Linked DNA regions of Triticum aestivum: region 1 is linked to region 2. A link is a contact called in public Hi-C data. All regions are on one chromosome and are shown on one strand. Each heading gives the region's core, a stretch centred on a gene start, on an enhancer-like site or on the middle of the called end of the contact. The rest is flanking DNA. Distances are from core to core; before and after follow the strand shown. Region 1 holds the start of LOC123122300 (protein STAY-GREEN, chloroplastic). Region 2 holds the start of LOC123122299 (polygalacturonate 4-alpha-galacturonosyltransferase).

Region 1 (6,655 bases), core at 2,688-5,187, 210 kb after region 2:
TCCCCTTCTCCTCCCCCACCCTCCTCCACGCCCCCGTACCCCCGCGCCGCCTTCCCGAGCGAGGCGCCGGGGGCCCTTCCTCCGCGCGCCTACAGCCCCTCCCCGCGCCCATCCCTCCTCCCGCCGCCGTCAGCCTGCGCCGCCGGCCCTCGGCCGCGTGATGCTGGCGGCGGTGGGCTTGCCCTTCCCCGCGCGCGGTCCTCCCCTGCTCGGGCGGTGATGGCCGGCGGCGGTGCGCCTCGGCCGGTGGCGGTCTGGCGTCCTGGTGTGGAGGCCGGCGGTGCTCGCCGTGGTGGTGCCGCCTCTTGGCGGCGGGGTGGTCCGGTGGTGCTGGCCGGCCGGGGCGCGTCCCCGGCCCAGATCTGGGCCCGTAGGGTCCCTTCTGGGTCCTTGCGGGTCGGCTCCGGCGCGACCGTGACGCTCTCTGTATGGGGAGGCAGGGGAGCGGCTTGGACTGGGACAGCAACGCCGACGGCGTACCAGCTGCTGCGTGAAGGCGGGAGCTGTCCGGGCCTTTGAGGGCCCGGCCGGGCCTGTGGGGCCACGGGCCCGGTAGGCTCCTGCCATGGCGTCCGGTCCGCTACCGTCGTGGACGGTGGAGGTGGGGCCCTCCCGTATGCCGACGGTGCTGTTGCCCTAGTCCCGGCTCCTCTTCTCCGTTGTGCAGACCATCTTCGCGGTGCCGTGGTGAGACAGCGTGGGAAGCTTCGTGTCCGTGCTGGCGCAGGGTGGTGGTCGGTCTGGTGGCGAGCTCCGGAGTGCCTGAGGTCGAGGCTGGGATCGGGAGAAATCTCTGTTGGCTTGGCCGACACCGACGCGGTGGCGCCTCAGGGTGCCGCCGAACCTTCCTGGAGGGCGTCGGGGCTACCCTCCCTCTCTCCTCGCCGTGTACCGGGGGAAACCCTTGGCAGCAGCGTCGTCATCGTTGCGTCCCTTCTTGGAGGTGTTGTTAGGTACCGGCACTTCGGAGTCTCGGAGCTTGGTGGGCGATCTCCGGTGGACGCAGCGGTCACGAGGCTTCGTCGTTTTTGTCGATCCGCCGTTATCGGCATTTATTTCTTTTCTTTTTTTCTCTTTCCTTTCTTTTGGGCGTGTTTGTGCTGCTTTCGCCCCAGACCCTATCGTCGGTTATATCGGTTGGTTGCTTTGTAATACAAAGCGGGGAAACCCTTTTTCTCAAATGATTCGCCCGTCACCGCGGACGCGGACAGTAAACTTGAAACGACGTGTCGAGCAGTGGAGCCGTACGGTGTTTTAGCGGTAGAAGAAGGATGTCAAAGGCTTGCACGCATGAACTACAGCGGGTGCAGACAAAGTTGCAGATCCCAGCCATGACGCAAACTAGTACTGCTAATAATCAAACCAAAATCACCTTCCACCTCAACGTGTCATCCGTTCATCCATACACTGTCACTTTACCAAGTGACTCTGAATCGGCCAGGTCGAATCGATCGCTCGTGAGAAAGTTCCCGACCCAGTTTACCCAGACCGGCACGCCAACCCCGACAGCTACCGTTACCAACACACACACACACGCTTTCACCTCCAGAGCACGCACCGCGCAGAGAAATACAGTACTGTAGTTGCCAAACCCGCAACGACTCCAGAGCCCAGAGCCGTCCCGATCGACACCTCCCGATCGTGACACCAACGAGACGCCCAACGTGTAATTAGTATACTCACGCATGCTTATTCCACTACGTACACAAACCCGGCCGTGTTCCAACTTCCAAGTGTCAACATTGTACAAATGAAACTGTGAAATCTTGCTACTAGTACTGCCTATCTTGCAGACCGACCTTTGATTTAACTTTTACCCCCAAATGATACGCTTGCTCGCCATCTAAATAGTTGTATTTACAGGACACACGCATGGTATTACATTTGCCTGACTAACCTAAGCATGCACTAGAGCTGAGCTAATTAATTATCAAGCTCTACCAATTAAAGAATAGCGCAGCGCATGCATGCATGCAATGGTGCTTTCTTGCCGCCAATGCATGCGCTGCGTGTATGTACCTTCTTCTCGCAGGCTGAACAATTCGGCTAGTCTACGTAGTATGTCCGGGCCATGTCACTGCGGCGGCGCCTGGCCGGCGTCGGCGGCCATTTCGTGCTCCTGCGGCCAGGGGATGAGGCACTCGGGCGGGAAGCAGCAGTCGCACTGCCCGGGGCACCGCCGCGGCCACTGGCCCGCGCGTATCGCCTGCTCGTTTGCGGCCGTTGCCGTGGTCGCTACGGCCGCGTCGGCGGCTGGGGAGTCGGCGGTGGCGTTGTCGTCGTCGTAGGGCGCGGCGGCGTCGCGGAGCGGGCCCCAGCACTCGACGCGGTTGAAGTTGGGGTTGTTGGAGTGGAAGTAGACCCACACCGTGGCCTCCTCCAGCTCCGGGTGCTGGCTGAACAGGCTGCCGTCGCCGTGCACGAACGCCTTCAGAACCTGCCCAAACCAAAGGCAGAGTCAGAAGATGTGCCAAAAGAACAAGCAGCTACTACTTCACTGTCTAGCGACAGCAAATTTTGCAGATAATATTGGAACTTCTACAATTACTACTTTATAAATCGCTGCACATTTAATCTTTATCTGCAACTTTTGTTAATAAGGCATCGATCAGCTTGAGATCGCAGTAGTATGATTAACTCAGGAGATTCTGTCCAAAATTTAGCCTTCCCAAGGCGGCAGACAAGAGTGCAAAGCAAAAGATGGCCTAGTTCAAAGCCCACAGCTAGCTAGCACATGTTGAAACTGTACGAGGCCAAAATAATGGTGACACGGACATAAAGACACTGTGTGTTGATCACGCTATGGAGAATCATGATGCTGAAGAAATTGGCCATCAAATTCGTGGCCAAAAACACTCGCAGAGCGAAGAAATTCGTGGCCTTGGAAGAAAATACTATGTGGATGTGCGGGTGCCCACGTAGTGCCAGTGGGGCGATCGACGTTGGCAGGTTGGGACGTACCACGGGGAGCTCCTTGCGGAAGATGTAGTAGCGGAGCGGCGCGATGAGGTCGAGCAGGAAGTGGCCGCCGGAGATGTGGCAGTGGACGTGCAGCGACATGGCGCCCTGCACCTTCTTCCACTCGGCCACCACCTCGTCCCGCTGCAGGCGGTTGTACCAGCCCTGCAGCTGCGCGGCGTGGATGGTGTGCGACACCGCCAGCGTCAGCCGCGCCGTCACGTCGCTGTGGGTGAGCGTGTAGGTCCGGGGCAGCTTCCCCGGGTGCTTCTCCTCGTCCACCCCCACGAACAGCACCTTGAGCTTGGACGCCTCGAAGATGGCCGGACCGAACAGCCGGGCCCTCTGCAACCCACAAAACAGAGCATCGGATGTGTTCGTCAGTCCATCAAGCCACCGGCGGGAGATAGAGACTTAGAGAGGAGGAGACGGTGGGTGGATGTGGTTCATCTTACCGGCACGACGTGTCGCCTCCGGCGGCCGAGCACGACCACCTTCCCGGAGCGCGCGCTGGCGAGCCGCGTGCGCCGCTGCTGCTGCAGCTGCTTGAGGTGCGAGATGGGGAGCAGGGACATGGTGGAGGCGGTGGCCATGTTTGCTAGGCTAGCTAGCTCCCCTGGTACCAGTCAGGTTCTTCCGCTCTTACTTTCACCTCGGAGGCAGACAGAAGTGGGAGCTGAAGCAGGGGCCAAGAAAGGAAGCCTATGGAGCCTATGAAGCAGGATCGGCAGCCGGGGTCGCCGGCTAGTTAACCAAGCGGCGGGGAGCGAGCTAGGGGCAGCACGCTGTAGCTTGCACGCCTCGCTCAACCGGAAGAAGAAATCGATCGGCGACCAGGTTCAGCCGAGTGGAATCGCGTGTGCGTGCGGCACAGGCACAGACAGGGGGGAGCTCAATAGGATTCGTCGTTTGTTGCACTGCTCGTCGGTCAGCTCGGGCTAGCAGAGTTATAGGGGGGCGGTTAGGGTAGGGCAGGGGTCAAGGAAGGAGGAGGGTGGTGCCGTGGTGGTGGTGGAGTGAGGGGTCGCGAAACGTCGCGGTTGTGTGCGGGGCGAGGAAAGCTCCGTCGCGGGGCGGGGCGGGGCGGACCGGACGAACGAGGGAAACGCGGGCAAGTGATCGGTGGCGTGCCGGGGACTGCCTGCGAGTGGGGAGAAACTCCGGTGATTTGGGATTGGTGCGTCGGTGCGAGAAGGAGCGAGGAACGCTTGGATGTCTCCTTGTGCCGGCAGGTGGCGTCTCTCCATTGGTGGGAGCGAGGCTTGACCGTGGTTTAGCTCTACACGTGCCGTGGCCCACGTGGCTGCTGGTCCCACTTGTCATCCGCGTGTACTCCCGTATTGTGGTAGCGTACGTCTACTTGCCTGTGCTGTGCATAGGGTCCAGTGTTCTTTCGGGGCAGCCTGACACCATTTTTTCCCACCAAAATATGCTCAACTGTGCTCGTCATATTTTACATTTTTACTAAGGAGTTCCTATCATGCAAAAAAAATACTCCTCCCGTCCTATAATATAAGACTGCAAAAACGTCTTAGGTTATACGGGACAAAGTGGTATTTTATTGTGCTCGTCTAGGTTGCCTCAGTTTTGGCCTTCAATCGCATGCAGTACGGGTACTGTATTTGAATTATTGGAGCAACGTACTGGCAAACTTATTGCGCGCCAAGATATTTTCAGTGCGTCGTCGTTCCACACGCGACTACGGTGGTGCATAGAGTGAGGATGCTTCACGGTACAGTTGCGTAATGAGAAGTTGGGCGTATATACTGTGCATGGTTTGACTGTATACGTGCACTGCACTGCACCAAGTGGATGTCAAACGCAAGAAATGTGGTGGAACCTTTTCTTGTCTGACCCAAGACGGAACGATCATCGCACTAACCCCTTGCCATATATGTCCACGTAAGTCCGATGTACCAAATGGAAACACATGTGCCTAATAACCTGTTGACAGCTAAATAGTCATCTGGCTGCTTGGACCCTGCCATGCAAAGACAGTGAGATATAATACCTCCATCTTGGTTTATTGGCACCTTCATATTTTGCATTTTAATCTTAAATTTGTAAATTATGTTCAAACACGAATCCAACGACATAATTTCTGGTGACATGCATTTATATTTTGTTAGTTCAATTTCTAGTCAAAATTCGGCACAAAAAACGACTAAGACAAATAAACCAGGACGGAGGTAGTACACTTCTATCCATTTCCTTTGCCGAAATATCGTCAAGAGGGCAGAGAGCTCCGACACCACACATTTATATAGATTTATTTACGTAGAAGGCTAGTGTAAAGCCCGTGCAATGCTGCGGGTATTACTACATGTTTCTAGCGAGATTATTGTGAATGTTTATATATATACTTTACATTTTTTAAACATAGCATTGCAAACTTTAGATTGTTGAAGTGCATAAAAATAAAAATGTTAAATTTTATTACATTGCTTTGCCTTGCGCAGTTAAAGCAATTTTAATGATCGCATATTTACAAACTAGATCTGTTTTTCCACGAAGAGATGCCATTTCACCAATATGTGTGTCTTAAAAAAACATCTTATTATGAGCAACTAATAATAAGAAATACATATGCAAAATGGATGTATATATATATATATATATATATATATATATATATATATATATACATACATCACCCAGGGTAGAATAAATTATTCTTCACCCGAGGTAATCTTGCGATCGTTTCATAAAAAAATTACATATGGAATACAAATAGTTACATTCATGTCGATTCACTACGTAAAATTTGACATAAAAAACAAAAATACGGATCATAAGACCAGAAAAATTGCATTTTATGTATATTTTACACTATTTTTATGTCTGTAATTTTACGTAACATAAAATATTTTTTACGGTGATTACATATTTTGTTACGCTCTCTTATTACGTATGAAATATATAGGGATTGACTATTCGTCATCCTGGGTGAGGAATAGTTATTCTTCACCCCCTCTATTTTACCATCAATGCACCGTAATTTTACGTTTCGTAAGTTTTGTCTTATTTCCGACATAAAAAGAGACCGTAATAATATATATAATCATCGTAAAAAATATTTCATGTTATGTAAAATTACAAACATAAAAACATAGTGTAAAATACACATAAACTGCAAATTTTCTTGCCTTATGACCTATATTTTTATTTTTTATGCCAAATTTTACGTAATGAATCAATAGGAATGTAACTATTTGAATTCTAAACGTAATTTAATTATGATATGATCATAAGATTACCTCGGGTGAAGAATAACTTATTCTGCACCCTGGATGATGAATAGTAACACAATATATATATATATATATATGCCTGGGCACCTTGCATACAAACCGTCGGATTACATTAAGATGCGTGCACATGTATTAGTACTAGAACTAATGGATTAAACGTTGACACTTTAATTAGGAAAGAATTATTGCTTGATCTGGACACTTAATGCCCTCATTAAACAAGAAAGAGAAAATCAACAATTAATGGTCCATGCATGGTGCGTGTATTTTATTGATGTGTTATTTTTTTTACATACTTTGTCACGTACTAATTCATATACCTATAAAAATTCACGTACTAATTCATATACCTATAAAAATTCATATACCTCGTCACGTAGTAATTTATATACCTATAAAAATCGTATATCTAGTCACGTACTAATTCATATACCTATAAAAATTGT
Region 2 (6,982 bases), core at 2,104-4,603:
TCCCGGTAATATCCTTGTTCTTCCACTGCTTGAGATCAAAGATGTTCATCCCATAAGCCCAACCACAAGCATTAGGATCAAAGTTCCGAGCAATGTGTGGATTTGAGAAGTTAAGATACTTGTCAAAACGGTGGAAACTCTCTCCACAGGTAAACACCGCACCATTAACCATTCCGTTTAGATCAACATCCCACAATCCTGTCAAATCTTTCTGCACAACTATGTCGTCATCGAGGAAAAGTATCTTATCCAACTTTGGATAGATCTCTGGGAGATAAAATCTCAAGTGGTTCAGCATGGAAAGGTACTTGGGGTTACGGTACTTTAGGTTTGAAGAACCTGCTGAAAGAGTGGTGGGACGATCAGCCTTGAAATAAAACTCTTTCATGGCAGCAGACTCCAGTTGACGTAAAACAGGACAGTACGATGAGTTCAACCACTTAAATTCATCCACATTCTCAACATGGATAGTGGCCTTGCCAGGTGGGTTCAGCAAAAACCACATGTTCATGGCTCCAAAGTTCAACTTATCAGTCACAAGATGGAAAACATGTTTCTCAGGCTCCTGAAAAAGTTGTATCGACCATTATCGTTAGAAACAGCTATCATACAAGAGTGCATTGATAGGAGAATCTTGAAAATTACCTTAGCATTCATGATGGTTGAGTTTACAACAACAGAGGCAGCCAAGACATTGTCCGAGAAAAGTGCATAGTGGTAGAGCTCTGGATTTTCCAAGTTTTCACTCCTCGGGAACTTCCGTTTCTCCACAGGAAGGAGATAGTAATCTATTGTTAAGCGCATAGACAAGCAGTGAATGCTGTTTGGAATCGTCTTTGCAGCCAACTGGCTGAGAAATGTGCTCTGCTTCTTCAAGCTCCTGACCTGTTCATCTGCTGACTGAAGCATTGCCCTTAGTCTCTGACTTATCACCTTGCAATCATACAATTCTTCTCTGGCCTTGGTTAAAACTTGACCCATCGCTCTCATTCTATCAGGTGCACTGTAAAGTAGCATACTTGTGAAAAGAGAGGAACAAGGTAACTGAGTAAGAAATAAGCAATAATACTTTCGACGCAGCACACCTGCGATGAAGTTCAGCATCTGCAGTAGCCTCTCCTACGGCCCGATGGCTTTCCTTGATTCGGCTCTGCAGTTCTTGATAAAGACCATGCTTGTTCTTTGATTTTGCAAGCACAGAGTAAACACGAGCCATAATAATTTGGTCCCTCATCAACCTGACTGTTGAATCTGAGTTCTCATTCTCATTCTCTTTTCTCCATATGCTGTATTTCCCAAGGACAGCAGAATCTACAGCCTTTGATCGCTCAATAGCCGCATTCTCCAGCTTAACAAGCGCTTCATCATCTTTCCGTACTAAATCCATTGCCCTCTTTTCCCGCCTTATCTCCCGTAGTTTCTGTATCAACCAAATAGTACCAAGACGTCATATGAAAGATTTATATCAAGTTATCAACAGAGACAAGAATGTATTAACATATATATCAGTTACTTACCCTTCGAGCTATTTTTGCTGCTGTATCAACTTGATGTCCATCTGCATGGACAATAACTTTATTATCTCTACTTAGTTAAATTATGTAAGTGAATAACTTGAAGAAGAAAAAACAATTATATCTATACCTGAACCATCCTTGGGTGCTTTATATATTAGAGGTACATGTTCTGCAGAACTGTTTTGAGCTTTTGCCTTGTCGTCAACAACCAAATTAGTATTCATCTTGTGATCAACTAGATCATCAGTTTTCCAAGAAGGAGAGGGATGATCCCTAAAGAAGTCAAGATTCAGAGTGCCTGTTTCTTGTTGACTAGCAGCTATAGCATCGATTACCTGAAGATCAATAAATTGGATGACTATAAGTACAGAGGAATTGAAGAAACTTAAGGTTTCATATGTTGAACAGCATAACAGTTCGAACAAGATAGTCTAAACTAAGTACAGCCTCATAAAACAGAAATATAGAATTGAAAGATGGGCATGTACACTACTAACTGCAAGATGTTCTGACCTCCTTAGACAAAACAGATTTCAGATTGTTTGTTGCCAGTTGCTCTTGCCAATCTGTTTCCTGCAAGACAGGCTTCAATGTGAGACGAATCGTAAAAAGTAAGGCTGGTAAAATAAATTTGACTCCCTTTTAGAATGGATAAATACCTGGTTGCCATCAGCACCCCTGGGATCTGCAAACGAACAAAATATGACATCACTTATTTATCTTAAGTTAATAAAATGTTGCTATCAAACATTACAACAAACATTGTTCCTAAATGCTACTACCTCCGTTCTAAAATATATGACGTTTTGGTAGGCTAAACTAGCCTACCAAAATGTCATTAGAGCGGAGGTAGTAACAGCTAACAACAAAAAAGGAAAGTAAGGTTTTAGCCGACGATAAAGCAAAAGACAACTCGATATGCTTAAGACAATCTTATCCTTTTCGTCCCATCATGGTTCAGTTTGCACAGATAAGTGTAGGTTTGATTTGTTATCACTACTACTATGCCATGGGTATGCATTGCGGCTTCTCCTAACAGCAGCATCCAACCTACAATTGAAATAAAACCTGGCACCAAGAGAGCAAAACAGGACAAGGATATCCAGATCTCTTGAATCAGAACGTCCACTGCCTCTCACAGGTTCGTGATCATTCACAGCTCCGTCTATTACCTTTTGGTTTTACAACCAAGCAACACGTTGCAGCTACAGTTCCCATCTAACCCTAGGAAGTGCCCACAGGCTGAGGCCAACCCGCATCAATTGCTGAATAACAATCCTGAACCACTTAAATCAAATCTACACGGCGGACTCCACTCTCGAGGTACCCTCGCCAAATCAAACCCGCGAAGCGCATCAAACTCGCGGCCCAGGCGAATCCAAGCGCGGGTGGACCAGCCTAGACGCAACGGGACCCGAAATTAAGAATCGATGGCGCCTCGTACGAAATCCATGGCACAGGAAGTGGTTTCTCTAACAAAAGTGGCCTGGGGAGTGAGGCGGGGCGAACCGGACGCGACGTGGACGTGGCCGCCGCTGCGCACGACGAAGAAGATCGACGGCGCGAGGACGAAGAGGAAGACGAGGACCACGACCGGCGGCAGCGCGCCGGAGCCGCGCCTCGCTCCGCCGCCAGCGCCCGCGGAGGAGTACGGGAGCCGCTTCGGGGACGCCATCTCCGGCGACGCGTCGCGGGCGGAGGGGGAGGGCCCTGGTCCGATCCGGTCGGAATGCTGCTGCGGCGGCGGCGAGGGGCGCGCGCACTTTCCCCCCTTCTCTCGCCCTCGCCTGCGGGGGAGTGTGGGTAGTGGCGTGGGTTAGCCACGAATGGCAAGGGAGGAATTCTGGAAAGATCGCGTATCGCTTTGGTTTGGTCTTGGGTACTGCGGTATCTGGGCCTACGCGATCGAAGCCCACGACGGAAGTGTGGGCCGGTTGGTTGGTGCCTTATTCATGGACCTACGCAATCGAAGCCCACGACGGAGGTGTGGGCCGGTTGGTGCCTTATTGATGGGTCTACGACGGATGTGTGGGCCTGTTGGCGGCTTAAATTCTGTAGATTTTGTTCATCAGTGTGGGGTGCAAATAAGGTCAACCAGGTGCTAGATATTTTTTTTTGCAGGTAACCAGGTGCTAGATATTCATGTTTCTCAAAAACAAAAGGTGCTAGATATTCATTGTCAAGCGATGGGGCAACGAATCAACTATGGCAAATCTTCCATCTTCTTCAGCAAAGGGGTTCCAGAAAATATTCGAGCTGAAATCAAGGGTTTGCTCCAAGTACCGAACGAAACACTGCATGAGAAATATTTGGGAATGACATCGGATGTGGGATCGTAAAAAATGATGCTTTCAAGTTTTTGAAAGATCGTTTATGGAGCAAAATTCAAGGCTGGATCGAAAAAACCTTATCCACTGTGGGAAAAAAGTCTAGGTTAAATCTGTGGCGCAGGCGGTGTCAGTCTTTTCCATGTCCTGCTTCAAGCTTTCTAGGGGTCTATGTGAGCACTTAAACATGTTGATAAGGAAACTCGGGTAGGGATGTAAAGATGGCCATCGACAGCCAATCTGGGTCTCTTGGAAGGATATGACACAACCCAAAGCGTTGGATGGTTTGAGATTCAAGGATTTCGAATTGTTTAATTTGGCAATGCTTGCTAAGCAAGGCTGGCGAATCGTCCAACTACCTGAGTCCCTCGGTGCTCGCATTCTTGAAAGTGTCTACTTCCCAACATCATCTATATTGCATGCAAACATTAGGTCTCACCCAAGTCAAATATGGAGGTCCATCATGGAAGGCATGGAAGTTCTAAAACAAGCACTCATTAAGCGCATAAGCAACGGAGCTTCCATAGATGTATGGATGGAGAATTGGATCCCCAGAGACGAGATGATGCGCCCCTACGGCAGCAAGGTGCAGTAACCTCATAGATTAGCATCGGACTTCATTGACTCCACGACGGCCACGTGGGATATACAGAGAGTCGAAGAAACTTTACTGCCCATTGATGTTCCAGCTATCATGGTGATCCCCATATGTACAAGGAATATCAATGATTATTAGGCATGGAATTTTGAGAGAAACGACTCTTTCTCGGTCTGCTCGGCCTATGGAATGTTGTTGACGACGCGGCAGCGGAGAGAAGCATGGCTAGATGGCACTTCGGGTTCTTCCAGTTCGCGTAGGGACGAGAAATCATGGAAGCTATTATGGAACACTCAGTTTCCAGCCAAGATAAGAATGTTCCTATGACGTTTGTCGAAGCATACGTTGCCTACTGAGGACGTAAGGGCACAAGTTTCGTCTGGACTACAAAACTTTTGCATTTTCAAATGGGGGAGAATATATTATAATATCAGTTCTTTGTCCTGTAGTGCATACATGCATGTGCATGTGAGGAGAAAGTTAGAGGAACCACTTTTATGCCTTGGTAGTTTTAGGCGTAAACAACTTGATAACTTATGTACCACAACCATGATAATTTACGTAGTCCAGACGTGATAACTTTTGACCCAAAAAAAGTCATTGAAACATATAAACATGGATCTAGTTTCGAAAGTCTTGTCACGACGAAATTTTCATATGAAAAAAGTTTTTCAATCTCACCAACGGTTTGACCTATAAAATATTTCAAAGTTTCAAAAAAATATTTTGCTGACATCATCTATTTTTTGTGTGTGTTGCATGCATTATGAGTCCCGGTATTCGCTTGTGGGCTAGGAAAGAGACACGACGGCATGCGCTCGCTTGGTCAGGCGTGTGATTAGTTGGAAAATAATCATTCTGCATTTTGGATTAAATTCAAAATGGTCGGAAGGTGTAACAGTCCAAAATTATTAGCTAAATTTATCATGCATTAAAATAAATGATAATGTGCTGTTTGAAAAATCTTCACGCAACTTTTAAAAAATATTGATAATGTTCATGACACTTAAACACTGTTTATGCAATGTAAACAAAATGTTTGCATAATTAGAAAATGTTTCGTACCATTTAAAAATGATGTGACATTTTAAAGAACATGTTCACACGTTTCAAAAAATTATGTTTGTAACATTTTTAGAAAATGTTTATACAATGTTTCACATAGTTGAAAAAATGCTTCCTATCAGTTAAAAAATGTTCAACGTGTATTTGAAAAATTGTTCAGGCATATTCAGAAAAAATAAATCAAAAACATATATTTAAAAAATATTAATCATGTATTTGAAAATGTTAAAAGTGTAAGATAATGTTCCTAATGTATACACAAACGTATAATGTGTATAAAAATTAGAAATAAAAACTTATATTTTAAAAACTATTAATCATGTATTTGGAAAATATTAAACATGTAAAAAATGTTCCTGATGTATAAAAAATGTACAATGTGTATGAAACAAAATGTAAAATATTCCTAATGTACACAATGTTCCTTATGCAGACCCTTGGCCTTCTGGCGCTTGGACATTGTGCTCTCCTCGGCAGCCTCGTCGTGGTCCTTCATTAGGTTCTTATAGTAGCGAGGCGACGCTTTATTGTTCATTGCCTGGTTCAACTTGGACTCGAGCACCTCCTCGTCTGGAAGAGCTCATTCCAGCGGTCTCCCAGGTAGGCCTGCTCCTCCCGAAGCCTGTGTTTCTCGTTTGCTATCTTGTGTGTGTTGGGAACGCATTATTTTAAAAAAATTCCTATGATCACGCAAGATCTATCTAAAAAATGCATAGCAACGAGCGAGGAGAGTGTGTCCACGTACCCTCTGTAACACCCCTAGTGTCATGCTACATAATTCTCTGTTAATGGTGCCATGTCATCATGTTACTGTTGCTAACCTTCACTTGATCCAAATCACCATTCAAATTCAAATCCAATCTAAAATCAAAATTCAAATTTGTCAAACTTCAAAATAAAAATGTTCAAGGTGTGGTAAATAATCCCTGGATATTTTCATGTTGGAAACAACCTCTTTTGGATTCCCAGAGTGCCCCTCAAAATTATTTAGTGGTCCAGCAGCATTTAAAATTGATCTTTTCAATTTCTATAAATGGTTAGACGTCTCCTTTTCACTCCATATTTTTGTTTCCATCTCATTATATTGTGTTAGAGTTATGTGCCAAGTTTTGTTCAAAACAAAACTCATTTGTTACTAAAAGAAAATACAAAGCTGAGGCTAAATTTAATAATAAAAAAGCTAAAGGCTAGTTATAAAAATTTAAAACAAAGAAAACCCCCTCCCCGCGCTTGGCCATCCGGCCCAGCTAGCCAACCGGACGGCCCAAGCGCCCCCTCGACATCGCCGGACCGCCCCCCGCACTCCTCGAGCCCACTGCCGCCCCCTACGCTCCGCTGTGAGCCCCTCCCCGTCCCCCCTTCCCCCTCGTCTTTGTCGTCATAGGTGGCCGCGCGCGCCATTGGCCACCATGGCCGCGCCCGACCCCGCCAGGTCGCGACCGCCTCGGCCGCGTGCGTTGCCCCGTGCCCGGCCC

What was found. A called contact is a pair of places that touch in the nucleus more often than the background predicts.
Region 1: a contact with region 2 is called in a Hi-C map of leaf, with 7 times the contacts expected there. The contact joins the promoter of LOC123122300 here to the promoter of LOC123122299 in region 2. A contact is called at or near these places in 3 of 5 Hi-C or Micro-C datasets (leaf and an unstated tissue).

The regions. Positions count from the first base shown.
Region 1 is chr5D:421,107,396-421,114,050 of IWGSC CS RefSeq v2.1, forward strand. LOC123122300 (protein STAY-GREEN, chloroplastic) reads right to left here and starts at 3,938. Exons shown (of 3, transcript XM_044542480.1): 1 at 3,414-3,938; 2 at 2,962-3,303; 3 at 1,703-2,437. The coding sequence starts at 3,551. The coding sequence ends at 2,075.
Region 2 is chr5D:420,897,909-420,904,890 of IWGSC CS RefSeq v2.1, forward strand. It overlaps LOC123122299 (polygalacturonate 4-alpha-galacturonosyltransferase), which reads right to left and starts at 3,354. Exons shown (of 9, transcript XM_044542479.1): 1 at 3,027-3,354; 2 at 2,177-2,202; 3 at 2,031-2,090; 4 at 1,645-1,852; 5 at 1,518-1,558; 6 at 1,086-1,420; 7 at 646-1,003; 8 at 1-565. The coding sequence starts at 3,192.